Regions from separate parts of the Muntiacus reevesi genome. Here region 1 is linked to region 2. Evidence: chromatin contacts called from public Hi-C data. All regions are on one chromosome and are shown on one strand. The core of a region is the stretch at or near the end of the contact, and the rest is flanking DNA. Distances in the headings are between cores, read along the strand shown. Region 1 holds the start of PMS2 (PMS1 homolog 2, mismatch repair system component). Region 2 holds the start of SMIM10L3 (small integral membrane protein 10 like 3).

Region 1 (7,008 bases), core at 898-3,397, 210 kb before region 2:
GGTTTGAACTGTCGAAACAATTCATCTCTGTTAACAGCTGACTGGTCTAATCCATCCATTACATTAATATATCCAATAATTATATTCATAAATATAAATGTTGGTCTACAATCCTTAAACATGTCAAAAATCTTCTGAATGGATACTTCAAGTAAAATAGATATTTAAAATCTAATTATACTGGGATCTACTTGGGGGAGACACATGTCCCCCCGCAAGCTGTGGGTCAATAAACACTTACAATAGGACCTTCTTTCTTAAAAACTGAAAGCAACATTTCCCCACAATTTGAAAAATCAAAAGTTTGCTGGGAAATCCAGTGTTCATGTCAAAATCAAAACCATCTCAGAAATCAGGTACCAGTTGGATAACTATTCCTATGGCTGCCTTCAAATACCCACTCCAGGGGCGTCCCTGGTGGTCCAGCGGTTAAGGATCCACCTTGCAATAGGGGACATAGGTTCAATTCCTGGTTGGGGAACTAAGATCCCACATCCCACAGAGCAATTAAGCCTGAGAGCTGTAACTAGAGAGTCTGTATGCCCAACAAAAGATCGGCCTGCCACGAAGACCAAAGGGAGCCAAAAAAAAAAAAAAAATCCCCACTCTGAATCCAGGCTGCCAGTTCCTGTCTTGGCAAAGGCCCTCAAATTCCTGACTCTACCTCCTTTCAGAATTTTCCAAAGGGTTTGTCTCTGTTTTCTCTCTACTTCAATTAATCCCCCATGATACCACCAGAGTTACTTTAGAAACCACAAAACTGGTCAAATAATTTTACTTTTTCAAGAACTTACTAGAACTGCACTGTCTACTAGGTGTGTGTGCTGTCATGTCTCACTCTGCGACCCCATGGGCTGTAGCCCGCCAGGCTCCTCTCTCCAAGAATTATCCAGGCACAAATATTGGGTTGCCATTTCCTCCCACAGGGGATCCTCCTCACCCAGGGATCAAACCCACATCTCTTAGGCCTCCTCCACTGGCAGGTAGATTTTTTTTTTTTTACCACTACTTGTCACCTGGACATAGCATATCCTCAAAAGTGAAAGTCACTCAGTCCATCTCTTTGCAACCCCATGGACTGTAGTCCATGGAATTCTCCAAGCCAGTAGACTTTCCATTCTCCAGGGGATCTTCCTGATCCAGGAATCGAACCCAGGTCACCCTCATTGCAGTCGGATTCTTTAACCGCTGAGCCATCAAGGAAGCCCAAGAATACTGGAGTGGGTAGCCTATCCCTTCTCCAGGGGGGAATCTCCCCGACCCAGGAATCAAACCCGGGTCTCCTGCATTACAGGCAGCCTCTTTAGCAACTGAGCCATCAGGGAAACCCATATCCTCGGTAGACCCCTATTAAAAAAAAAAAGAAAACAATTCTTCCTCTTCATTTTACCTTGCAAAAAATTCTACTCAAGTTTGTCTTAAATGTAAAAACTGCAGACGAGATCACATAAAATGGAAAAAAGTACCTCTAAAAATAAGTTGTTTAGCAGGACATCCTATACGGGCCCAGCCTTGACATTTGGAGAGGTGGAGATACAACATTTAAACAAACACAGAGAATCTGGGTTCACGAATCTGACAACTGTGCAACAATGCTACCCGAAGATCTGCTAACCCAGAATTCGCTGTCTCTGCGGGTAACCGTATACTCAAGGAGATACAGAAGCACTGCGTCCTTTAAAACTGTGCGGCTATGCAAATTAGCATGTGTCTTGAAGCCGCCCCTAAAACAACCCTCAATTTAAAAAGAGAGAAAGCGCGCGCAACCAGGTAAAAAGGAAAAGAATTCTGTCTACTGGGATTTCAAGCTCCAGGTTCAGGCCCGCGGATGAGTAGCAGCGTCCGGACAGGGGGCGGAAATCCCCGCGGACCCCGACCTCAAAGTGAACCCACAGGGCGGCAGGTGTGGGGCGCACTGAGGAGCCCGCTCCGGGGTCTCCCAGTCGCCGGCTCGGTCTGCGCAGCGGTCACTTTCCTCTCCGTTCCAGGGGCTGGAACGCCGTGGGCGTTACCTAGGGCGACCGCGAGAGAACGCTACAAGCTCGGCTCACCTCGGCCCGTCTGCTCGCTCCATGGATGCAGAGCCTGAGGCGGCACTCGAAGCTGTTCGCTCTGCCGCTCCCACAGGCGCCCCACCACCGGGCCGCCCATTGGCTACTTCCCACACAGTGCCCCACCCACTTCCGGATAAAGCCGCGAACGCTTCCCACAGCTTCTTCTCGCTGATTGGTGGTGTCAAAGGTCGAGTCCGTTACGTCGAGAGAGCAGGGGCCAATTAGAGCACAGGAACTGCGCTTTCCCGAAAGCCCGCAGTCCGGTCGGAAAGGAGGTGGCAGCAGACTGTCGTAGACTTGGACGGTTTGTGAGCGTTCGTGTCTCTCACCTGCCACCTTCTCTCCTTTGCTTCCCAGGATGCCGATGTATCAGGTAAAGCCATATCACGAGGGCAGCGGATCTCTCCGCGTAGAGCTTCCCACCTGCATGTACCGGCTCCCCAACGTGCACGGCAGGACCGGCAGCCCGGCGCCGTCCGCCGACCACGTGCAGGTAGGAACGCGCGGCCCTTGCCCCGCCCCCCACCACCATTTCAGTGCGCAGGCGCCAAGACCCCGTCCCACAGCCTGCCGGCCCAGTGCGCAGGCGCCAAGGCCCCCGTCCCACCGCCTTGGCTGTCCAGTGCGCAGGCGCCTTGGCTGTCCAGTGCGCAGGCGCCCTGGCTCACCGCGTCGCCGACCCGCCGCCTTCTTGCTCAGTGCACAGGCGCTGCAGCGCTGGTTGGCAGAATTTGGGGTCTACGCACCAAGTCGGGACCGTGCGACCTGAACTGTGTCGAACCAAAACCGTGGCGACTAGACCCGATCGCCTATCCCCACCCCAGCCTCACGCGCCCTCCGGCCTCCGAGTGACCATAATGTTTACCCATTGGAACATCTATCACGTCTTTTTTTTTTTCCCCTCCGCTTAAGACTGCTTAAACTTTTATTACCAAATTCTACCCACTGAAAAGTGAGGAATACGTCAGTGGCGAGTTGTAGGGAATCGTAAAGCGAATCCCAGGGTCACCCATTCAGGGTAACACGTTGTCAGCGCCCCCACTTAAAACTCGTGCGCGGTCATTGTGTCCTGCGTTTCTCTCTTACTTTGTCCCCTGAGTGTGCGTCCCTGGACAGTGGGGTCTTGGTGTCAGTGGGAGCCTGCAGTGCGTGCCCTGCGGTGTCTGACTGCCCCTTCTAAACGTGATTGGAAGAATCGCTTTGCTGCATGAGAAAGCTTCGCTTTCATCCTCTGGCTTACTGCTCCTTGACGTAACTGTGCCGCCACGTCTTTATCCATCCCACTGCCCACGGGCGTCCGCTGGTTTTCTATTTTAGGCCGTTATGAACAGTTCTGCAGTGAATATTCTTGGACAAGAGCAGGCATAGAGTATATACCATGGACATGGGAATGCTGGCTCAGTGGGCTGGTCTATATTCAGCTGGGCTAGGTTGCTTTTCAAAGCGGTAATCCCAGTTTATACTGTCCCCTGCAGTGTAGGTGAACTTTTTTTTTTTTTAAGAGATTCATTTTATCTATTGATTTTTTAAATTGTTTTTAAAAACCATTTGGCTGCGCTGCAGCACACGGGATCTTAGTTCCCCATCCAGATTCGAACCTTCGCCCCTGTGAAATAGAAGTGCAGAGTCTTAATCACTGTCCTGACAGGGAAGTACGTTGTATTTATTTTTTAATTTTGGAGGTAGGTGAATTTCTGGTGCTGGCACCCTTCCCAAAGCTGGTGGGAGTACAATGACATCCTAATATAGTTTAGATCTCCCAGACCTCCGGATAAGTTCAGCACCTTTTCATGTTTATTAGGCATTTTGATTTTTCCTCCTTTGTAAAGTAACTGCTCAGCTTTGACTTTTTTATAAATTACAAACACATCTTAATTTCCCTGTGGGAGAAACTTTTAGTTCATTCTCACTCAGATGAGTGAATAGAGAACTTTTGTGACTCGTTATCTCTGTCATCCTTTGTCTGAAGAGTTTTCTGCCTCGACTGTAAGGGAGGTGGTTAGTTTAGTTTGAAAGCAAATAACACAAGTGTTTTCTCACTGCAGAGCTAAGGCAACAATGCAGGCATGGTCCAGTGTCTCTTCACCTGGAGATCCCCATGGAGACATATGGTCCAGTGCCTCTCAACTGGACAGACTCTTGGAACTGGAAAGGAAACCCCAGAGTGGAGAGTGTCACATCTTTTTTGAGACCAAGTCCTTTTTTTTCTTTTTTTAAAGTCTGCTGCCTGACTTCCTTTGGGCATTTAACTGTGAACTTGCAACCTAGAAGATAATAACCTAGCAGATGGTAGCAATGTGGATAGATAATGAGAAACCTAGCATCTCCAGGGGAAATGTGAGCAACACAAAGAATGAACGACTTCTAAATACATGTAGATAACACAAAGGGATAAACACAACATGCCATAAGTCACAGTCTAGCCCAAGCAAGCAAAACAACAGGCCAGCGTTGGAAAGAGTGGTAGGTTTGAGACCTCCTGGGGGTCCACTGGTTAAGAGTCTGCCCTCCTAATGCAGTGGTACTGGTTCAGTCCCTGGTTGGGAAACTGAGGTCCCAAATGCCGCACAGCAAGGCTTAAAAAAAAAAGGTGAGGCAGATCTCAGGTTCCTCAGATGAAGCTATGTTAGATTCTTGATCACAGGTCACATTCCACGTGTGGTACTGGGTCCAGTCTTCAGTGAGTGTTGATGGGTTTTGAATACAGTAGGTACTCAGCTCCTGCTCGGACAGGGGTGCCCATGCCGTGTGTAGAAATGAGCAAAGCTGCCCACAGATGATGCACACATACAGGCTGGATTACAGGATGGAAGTACTACTCAGGAGGACTAATACTAAGTAACCTGAGGATATCTCACAGGTGGTGGCCTCACCGGTCACACACCTTGCGTACCTTCATTTCCGGTCAGCACCCCATTATGTACTTGGCACAGTGAACTCTTTATTCTTCTTTATTCCACCCAGATCACAGTCATCTTGCATTTCTCTGCTGTGTGATCTTAAACAAGAGCAGCAGGCAAGGGAGCTGAGTGTGGAGATCCAGCTGTAGGGTAAATAGGCATTAACCACCTGAGAGCCAGGGGAAGGGTGTTACAGAGAGAACTCGATGAGGAAAAACCCTGGGGCAGGTGGGGTCCTGAGCGTTTTAGGACCCAAAGACAGTGTGGCCTGTTCACAGAGCGAGGGGGAGAATGATGGGAGAGGAGGAAGCCAGAGGACCAACCATACCAGCTCTTTATCAAGCCAGGTTAAGGACTGTGCTTTTTAGCCTAAGAGGTTGTTTTGCTTTCTGGCCACCATCCTGGGGATGGGCAGGAGGGATGGATCAGAACGGTGCCAGGTGGAAGGACGCCAGGTGGAAAATGGTGTCTCAGACTCAGGCCGTGACCATGGAGGCAGCTTATGAGCCACTGGATTCCGGGAAATGGACAGCAGCTGGTGATGAATGGGATCTTCGAGGAGGGCAGTTATGAGCAACAAGGGGAGGAACGCAGTGTTCCTTAAAGTCACCAGCACACAATGTGAGCAGGTGCACTCCCCACACTCAGGTTGTAGAGTGAGCCCATGTTTCTGTAGACTCAAGGTCATTGCCTGTTGACCCTTCTGTCTCCTTGTGAGCATCTTAACTCATGCTTAAGGGGTCCTTTGCTCTCTTGACTCAGATGAGTTATCTTTTGTGAGAGCTTGAGAATCTGGAAATAGGCTGCATGTTGTTACTCCTGGGAGGTTTCTCACGATTGCTTTTTAAGTAAGTATGTAGAGATTCATTCCTCAGCAAATATTGTGTTAGTCCAACTCTTTGCAATCCCATGGACTGTGGCCCGCCAGGCTCTGTCCATGGGGATTCTCCAGGCAAGAATACTGGAGTGGGTTGCCATTCCCACCTCCAGGGGATCTTCCCAACCCAGGGATTGAACCCAGGTCTCCTGCACTGCAGGCAGATTCTTTACCATCTGAGCCACCAGGGAAGACCTCAGCAAATATTACTAGTTGCTTAAGGTATACCAGTCCACCAACAAGCAAGAAAGATACAGAGATTCAGTGAATGAAGGTGTGAGTACTCCCTGTTTATGAAGTTATACATCTCAGCAGTGAAGAAGTTCTAGATAATTCTAAGATAAGGGAGTGCTAGTACTGACACAAAAATGATTTGGGGCACAGATCATGCACACACTGAGACACACATACACACTACCACCACCACCCTGCCCACCCCAGATATACCTCCAAACCTAGACACTTTTTTTAAGTTGTGCATGCCCCCGTTTTCCTTCCATTAGTATAAATTATTGATCACATTCTTATTGCCATCCCCACCCCGTCTTTATTCTGCTCATTTATGTAAAGTATTTTGAACTAGTTCGATAGAAGGAACAATCTGTGTTGTGTTTTTTTCTCATTCTGTTTTTAAAGACTTAAGTGCCTGAAGTAGGAGGCTTACAATTTCAAAGTGGTTCTCAGTCACAGCGTTGTTTGTTTTATAGCATTTGGGGATTGATTTCAGGACCTATGGGGCTGGGGAAAATGAGATGATCCTGCTACTTCATTTTGATGTCTTTCAAAAGGCAGGAAGTTCAATGAATTCATGGAACTAAGTAGAAGGCAAGTGGCCAAGTTTAGACAGAGTGCTTTGCCGTGAGAGGAAATGAACGTTCTGATGTTGGTCTGTTTAGGAAGCCTCAGACCCATCTCTTCAAGCTCTTGAGTCCCGCCAAGATGATATTTTAAAACGTCTGTACGAGTTGAAAGCTGCGGTCGATGGTCTGTCCAAGATGATTCAGACACCAGATGCAGACTTGGATGTAACCAACATAATCCAGGCTGACGAGCCAGCTGCTTTGTCGACCAGCGCGGTGGACTTAAACACCATGCTCGGACAGGTAAGTTCATTCCGGAAACCGAAGAACATCACGATGCTGGGTGGTGGTTGGTGCTGGCAGATCGTGCTAGTGTG
Region 2 (7,410 bases), core at 3,115-5,614:
ACTGCAAGGAGATCCAACCAGTCCATCCTAAAGTAAATTAGTCCTGAATATTCATTGGAAGGACTGATGCTGAAGCTCCAATACTTTGGCCACCTGACGAGAAGAGCTGACTTATTGGAGAAGACCCTGATGCTGGGAAAGATTGAAGGCAGGAGGAGAAGGGGACGACAGAGGATGAGATGGTTGGATGGCATCACTGACTCAACGGACATGAGTTTGAGTAGGATCCAGGAGTTGGTGATGGACAGGGAGGCCTGGTGTGCTGCAGTTTGTAGGGTCAGAAAGAGTCAGACACGACTAAGTGACTGAATGAACTGAAACTGCTTCCCACAGCAACCGCACCACCTTCCATTCCTCCCAGCAGTGCACAGGGGTCTAATTTCTCCACATCCTCGCTGTCCCCTCCCCGTATAACAGCCAGTCTTAGTGTGGCTTTGACGTGCAGTTTCCCAATTTTTCTCCCCCAGCACTGGGTTTATCACCTCCCTGGCAGAAGAGAGACCTCCTGGGAGCAGGGCCAGGTCAGGCGAGGGCTGGGCATGGGAAGCTTCTCAGCCTGTGTAGCTGGGCTCAGATTTGGAGCCGGAGCAGTGAGTAGAGGCTTCCGGGGACTAAGGCTTGCCTGGGGTCCCCAGGTTCAGGCAAGGAGATTCTGCCTGTGAGAGACGAGCAGTCACTCACCCTCCAGGCCCACAAGTGTCCCTGGGACAGGACGGGGGCAGACGGAAGGAGCCGTGAGTCTCAGGGAGAGAAGGTGGCCCGGATGGGTCTGTCAGGGCCTGGAAGCAGGGAGACGCCATGTCCGCACCATGCAGGGCTGGGATGGAAAGGGGAGCCTGGCCACTAGGGCCCCTCCTCCGGGTGTCCCACGGGGCCACAAGGTTCAAGTCACAGGCTGAGGCTCGGGGCTCAGAGGTCACTGTAACCATGCCTCAGGTCCTCACCATGGTCGGTGGCCTGGCTGCCCACAAACACGTTCCAACTGCCCATCTTTTCCTGGGCTTACTTGCCACTGGTGTATCTTCTTTGGAGAAATGTCTATCAAGCCCTCTGCCCATGTTTGAATTGGGCTGTTGTTGCTGAGCTGTAAGAGCTCTTCACGTGTTTTGAACACTAATCCTTGTCAGATATCCAGTTTGTAAATACAGGCGACCCTTGAACAAGGCAGGGGCTGGGCTGTCGACAGTCCACAATCGAAAATCCTCACACAGTTCTCAGGCAGCCCTCCCCCAAAGTACCTAGTGACCGCCTTGTCTGTGCCTCCCCACCCCAACTCACACCCGAAATGGCCAAATAAGCCCCGCGCTCCACAGCCAGAGTGTTCAGCTTCCACGGTTCTCTAAAGCTGCACTGCCTGTGGACCGGGCATCACGTGAGGCTCTCTGTTCTGCCGGCACCACGTGTCCCAGAGCCAACCCCACACCTCACACAGTGCGCTCACCCTCAATCATGACAGTGCAAACTCCTCGTTAGGAAATCTGTATCTCAGCAACCTTTCCAGAGCTTCCCCTACTGGCCTACAAACAACTGGGAGATCTGGAAACCCTCATCAACGGAACAGGAATGGAGTCCTTCACGCCTTATTGACATGAGACAAGCCTCAGCACTCTTGCAGTGACGACAGCAGCTGCAAGACCAGATTGATTTGCTGATCCCAAAAGACCCTTCTGAAAGGAGAACCCAGGAGTGAAAGCGTCTTGGCATTCTAAGAGCCAGCGAGGAGTGCTCAAGGCGGCCAGAACAGCAAGTGCAAATGCCCAGGGGCAGGGAGAGGCTTGGTGCCTGCAGAGAGGAGATACGCAAGCAAGCAAGAGCAAGACACGCAGAGAGCAAGCAAGGAAAACGAGCCAGGGAGAGGTCAGAAAGGTGGACAGAGGTCAAATCTACAGGACAGAAACACGTGAACTGCATTCCACACGCAGTGGCAAGCAGTTTGGGTTTCTTCTTTTTTTGTAAGGAATGACACAATCTGATTTATATTTTTAAAAGACGTCTCCAAGGGCCCTGGGGAGAACAGATGGAGGCACCTTGGCAGCTTGGACTAGAGAGTGGTCAAAAGTAACTAAGTGGACATGATCAGAAAGGTGAGTTTTTTATGGTACACAACTGGCTATTTTCAACATTATGTTGATTTTCTCTTACTTGTGACTTTACATGCTAAGTGTGTGCTAAGTCACTTCAGTTGTGTCCAACTCTTTGTGACCCTATGTTTTGTAGCCTTCCAGGCAAGAATACTGGAGGGGGTTGCCATTTCCTCCTCCAAGGGACCTTCCCGACCCAGGGACAGAACCCTCATTTCTTAATGTCTCCTGCATTGGCAGGCAGGTTCTTTACCATTTAGTGCCACCTGGGAAGCCTGCAAATTATACAAATAATTCCGGAACAAAAGTTTCCAAAGTGGAGCTTGAGGGTCAGATATAGCCTCCTGACACATTCTGCTTTGCCCACAAAGGTTATCTTTTGTTGCACTGATATTTAAAAATTAGGATTTCCACTTTCTCTTGGAAATGGCTGCCTGTAGCACACAGCAGTTGGCTGGTGACAACAGGCTGGAGCACAGGCTTTCTGGCTTATTTCTATTCCCACTCCCAGCACCTTCCTTGCTCATTGAGATAATCTACCTGAGTTTCTGACTCTTTTGGCACCACTTAAGGATGCCACAAGCCCCTGTTCACACAAAAGAATCTCAATTTGGACCCTGAAATAGAGAGGCCGGTTCATCCCAACTAACCTTAACTCAATTTTGATCAATAGGTGGTTTTATGTCACCAGTGAGAGGCTTTGAGACAATTATATTCTGATACCACATGCCAATGCAATAGACATAGAGACTTTCAGTCCCTGGGTAGGGAAGATTCCCTGGAAGAGGTTAAGGCAACCCACTCCAGTATTCTTGCCTGGAGAACCCCATGCACAGAGGAGCCTGGTGGGCTACAGTCCATGAGGTCCCAAAGAGTCAGACACGACTGAAGTGACTTAGCTAGCACACACGCACAGTCAAACCACAGGGAAAAAAAAAAGAGAACTCCTGCCCCGCCCATGTCAATACTGCATAGTCCTGTTCAGGCTTCCCCTAAGTACTGTCAGACCGTCAGCTCTTGGAGAACAGGGACCTGTCCATCATAGAGCCCTAGGGTGCACACAACAGACCCTCCCCCATGTGTAAACGGAACCCAAGAGATGCTCAGCACTTGGCCATCTATGACACATTCAGGAAGAAATAATTCTCAATCTGACGGTTTTCCACGCCGCCAGAAAAAGGCATCTGGAATTTGAGGGAGGTAGAAACGTCAATCCCTGATAGCAAAGATGATCTCCAGGGTGCTGGGTGTGTGTGGGTGTGTGTACTACTTCACATCTGAAGTTTCAGGCCTCTGAACCTTTGCCTCTCTACGTCTTTACACCTCGTTTTTCCTCATGACCACCCCCACTCCTTTCACCACCATCACCCTCCACCCCGGGCCAGGATAATAAACATGATACCTCCATCAGAATATCGATTAACATTAATTAATTTACTTTAACTTTGGATCGCTTCAAAGCATAAAGTTTGGGAACTAGAAAAGTCAACCGTAAACGCACTCCCCGCCCCCGCACCCCTAATCAGTCATTTTCACAATTTCCTCTTCAGGGCCAGGGCCTTTAGAGCCCGTGAGCCCGCTGCAGGACCTTACTCGAGGCCTGCCGCTCCACGCCCCCACCCCACCCCGCCTCTTCTGCGAAAACAGAGTCAACAATGACCTCTGCGGGGATTTTCTCCCGCGTGGCTGCGGGAGAAAGGCACGGTGCTGAGCCATACATTCGGCATCCAGCCTGGCAGGTCCCGGCGGCATCTTCACAGCCTGGGCGAGGGTGGACCGGGCGGCGCGGGGCGGACGGGCGCTCGGGGACGATCCGGGGGGCCGGGGGGAGACAGGGGGTCGGGCGGGCGCGCCTCACCCACCTGCAGACGGACGTTGAGCATCATGGAAGCCACGATGTAGAGGTAGGGGAAGTTGATGCGCAAGCGCCAGGCCAGGTCGAAGAAGATGAGCAGCGTGCGGGTCAGCCCCTTGCAGAAGACCCCATAAGAGCGGGCGGCGGCCGAGCGCGAGAGCCGGACAGCCAGGCCCGACAGAGCCGCCGCCATATAGACCGGCGCTCGCCGCCGCCGCCGCCCGCCCGCAGCGCACCGACCGGCCGCTGGACCCGGGCCGCCGGGCGCGCCGAAGCCCGGCCGCCCGCCCTCTCGGCGCCGCGACGCCCCCGAACCTCCGCCCCGGCCGCTGGCCCGCGCTGAGGGAGCGAAGGAGGCGGCGGCGAGGCGGGCTGGCGGGCGGGCGGGCTGGCCGCGGGGAGGGGAGTCGGCGCGTCACTCTGTCGGGAAGCGCCTCAGCGAGCCGGCGCCGGGTCCCAGCCCGGCTGCGCAACCTGACGTCACAATGCCGGCGCCCAGCCGGCGTCAATGGCCCCGCCCCCAGGCCCTGCCCCGGCCCCGCCCCCGTTCACCTTGCCCCAGGTGAGAGGCGCATGCGTGGGCTAGGTGGCGCGAAGAGGCCGGCTGATGCGCTGTGTTCTTCCGCCCCCTAGTGGTAATCTAGAAAATAAAAACACGGCGATGTTGAGCAGTGGGTTTAGGGTGAATGGGCTTAGCGCTGCCGAACTTCCAAGTTATTAAAATAGTAGTTTTATTTTATGCTTGTCTTACCGCAGTGAAAAAAAGAAACAGAATGGCTTCTTGGGGCCAACAGGGAGAACTTACTCCTTAGGTAAATTACGGTGTCAACTCATATATTGATAGTTTAATCTTTTAATAATCATATTAGTTACGAAGCCTCTAATATAAAAGGGTTGCCCTGGTGGATCAGACGGTAAAGTATCTGCCTGCAGCGCAGGAGACCCGGGTTGGATCCCTGCGTCCGAAAGATCCCCTGGAGGAGGGCATGGCAACCCTCTCCAGTATTCTTGCCTGGAGAATTTCACAGACTGAGGAGCCTGGCGGGCTACAGTCCATGGGGTCGCAAAGAGTCGTTCTGAGGTTTTGAGGGGATTTTTTTTGACAGTGAGGTTTTACATTCCTACTTAAGCATATCAGTTCAGTTCGGTCGCTCAGCCGTGTCCGACTCTGCGACCCCATGAATCGCAGCACGCCAGGCCTCCCTGTCCATCACCAACTCCCGGAGTTTACTCAAACTCATGCCCATCGAGTCCGTGATGCCATCCAACCATCTCATCCCCTCCTCCTCCTGCCCCCAATCCCTCCCAGCATATAGGTTTCTATTAAACATTTGTAGGGCTTTGAAGGTAAATACCTTCTCATATCAAACAGTATTTCATGTCATTACTTATGTCCACCCAAGAGATAGTCTGGGAATTTGGTATAGGTGGGAAAAACTGTTTAATTGGTTAAATGAAAAACAAGTCTTAAGTCCTTTAAGAAAGCCACAGTAGAAAATGACAGTGTAAGAATGGATTTAAATGTATTTTAATTTAAAGCTCCTTTGCATAAACCTTTGGAAACGCCTCATAGAGTAACTATGTAGTTTCCTTTACTCATAGAACTACCTGTTAGATATGTGGGAAAGAACTACAAGACATAGCTGCCAATTAAACTATGAAAAACCTAATGATTTTTTTTTATCTTGGGTATTGGCATATCCCAATGATCTCTGTCAAGTTTTAGGGTGTGATAACTTAGGAATTAATATGATTTGAACTTGATAAGCTTTTAGAGAACTAGACATCCCATCTCCTGACCCTAAACAGGATCCTATAGTGAACTGCTTGAGGAAATTGGATCTTAAAGATTACAGGTGGCAAACTTTGAAGTGCACTCCACCGAAGATCAAAGAGGCCCAACTAAAACGGCTGTGGCATCACAGCTGTGGATTGAGCAGAACTTTTTGTAAGGGCTGCCTTGAAGATGACAACTTTGGAGGAGCTATGGTGACTGGCAGTGGAAAGCATCAGGACGTGTGAAAATCCTTAAAAATTTATTGACTTAAATAACTTTGCCTATGTTATGAATAAAGAGAAACCTTTGTGCAGAAAAATAAATAAATAAATAAATAAAGCTCCTTTGCTCCAGAATAGATTTGTAGTAATCATTTTTAAAAAATCATTTAAAGGAACTCCCCTGAGGTCGGGCGGCCCGCGGGCCGGGGTCCCATGCTTCCACTGCAAGAGACACAAGGCCTGTCCCTGGTCAGGGAACTGAGATCCTGCATGCAGAGCCACACATCAAAAAAAAAAAAAAAGAAATTCTGTACTCTGAAATGAATCTATATTCAAAATATTTTTTAAACCTGAATTTTTTTCAACTGTAATTCAAAGGGGAAAATTATAAACTACATAAGACGTGTCTAGTAGTGTCATTTTAACTATTCTTTAGCATTATCATTTTTCTTTATGTGTCTACTGTTTTAAAAAGAATTGTACTTTTTGATGTTCCATTATACTATTTTCACTGTCCATTATGTTTTGGGACAAGAAATAGATATTTGAAGGATTTTAGCTTTTGACTAGCTATATTATTTTGAAAACAATGTTTTCTCAAAGGATTTGCACGAACCTTTCATTTCCCTTATTTTTGCAGCATAGCGTTTTGCCACATTTGTCATTGACTTTAAAAAGCTCACTTCCCTTTTTTTTTGTGAGCAGTGTTTTCCTTTTGGTGCACAGTGGGTGCTGTCTTTGAAGATGACAGAATACATACTGCTGAATTATGGTCGTTTTTCAAAACATCGTCTCCCAGAAGCAAAATTAACACTTCTTTATACAGTGTTTTAGGAAAACTAAAATTTAAAGGCTAGGGTCTTTCATGGAAAATTTGCCAAAGACTCAAAACCAATCCAACAATGTGAAAACAGGGTTGGAGATTAGCTAAATTTATTTCTGGGCCTGTAAAGATTTTCTGGGGTGGAGAACTGGCAATCCTGTTTATTAAAACTATGTTGAAGGACCAGATGGGCTTGGGGGCTGTGAAGGATATATATATCTCCTCCCTGGTTACTCATTCTTTGTCTCCAAATGCCATTGAGGCAATGAGGCGTTTTAAACAAGCTATTTGGTTGCCATAAACAATGGCAAACAAAATTATCATAAAGCTTAACTGAGCAAGGTAAGAAGCTTGTTGTAATTAGACAGAAGGAGAGGTCAAAGAGAAGACACCAGGAGCACCAATGAGATTTAAGGTTTGCTCTATATCAACGTTAACTAGTTCTGTGCTACAAAGCAGGTTGGTAAATTAGTTTAGCCTCATGACAACATTTTAACTCAAGTCTGAATTTTCTGGCATCTCTGGGAAAGACATCCTGCTAATTATAATTTGAGACACAAACAGACAGAACTAATTATAAGTCAGTGTGAAAAGTATTTTCATAGAAGTACAAAGGATTGTGAGAGGAAGGAGGAGAAAAGAGGAGGCAAAGA

What was found. A called contact is a pair of places that touch in the nucleus more often than the background predicts.
Region 1: a Hi-C map of muscle shows a contact between it and region 2, with 6 times the contacts expected there. The contact joins the promoter of PMS2 here to the promoter of SMIM10L3 in region 2. A contact is called at or near these places in 2 of 3 Hi-C or Micro-C datasets (blood and muscle).

Annotation. Positions count from the first base shown.
Region 1 is chr2:177,684,198-177,691,205 of mMunRee1.1, reverse strand. It overlaps PMS2 (PMS1 homolog 2, mismatch repair system component), which reads right to left and starts at 2,147. Exons shown (of 15, transcript XM_065923784.1): 1 at 2,052-2,147. The coding sequence starts at 2,074. It overlaps AIMP2 (aminoacyl tRNA synthetase complex interacting multifunctional protein 2), which reads left to right and starts at 2,277. Exons shown (of 4, transcript XM_065923782.1): 1 at 2,277-2,547; 2 at 6,728-6,934. The coding sequence starts at 2,413.
Region 2 is chr2:177,475,038-177,482,447 of mMunRee1.1, reverse strand. It overlaps SMIM10L3 (small integral membrane protein 10 like 3), which reads right to left and starts at 4,364. Exons shown (of 2, transcript XM_065923766.1): 1 at 3,944-4,364. The coding sequence starts at 4,129. It also overlaps the pseudogene LOC136162283.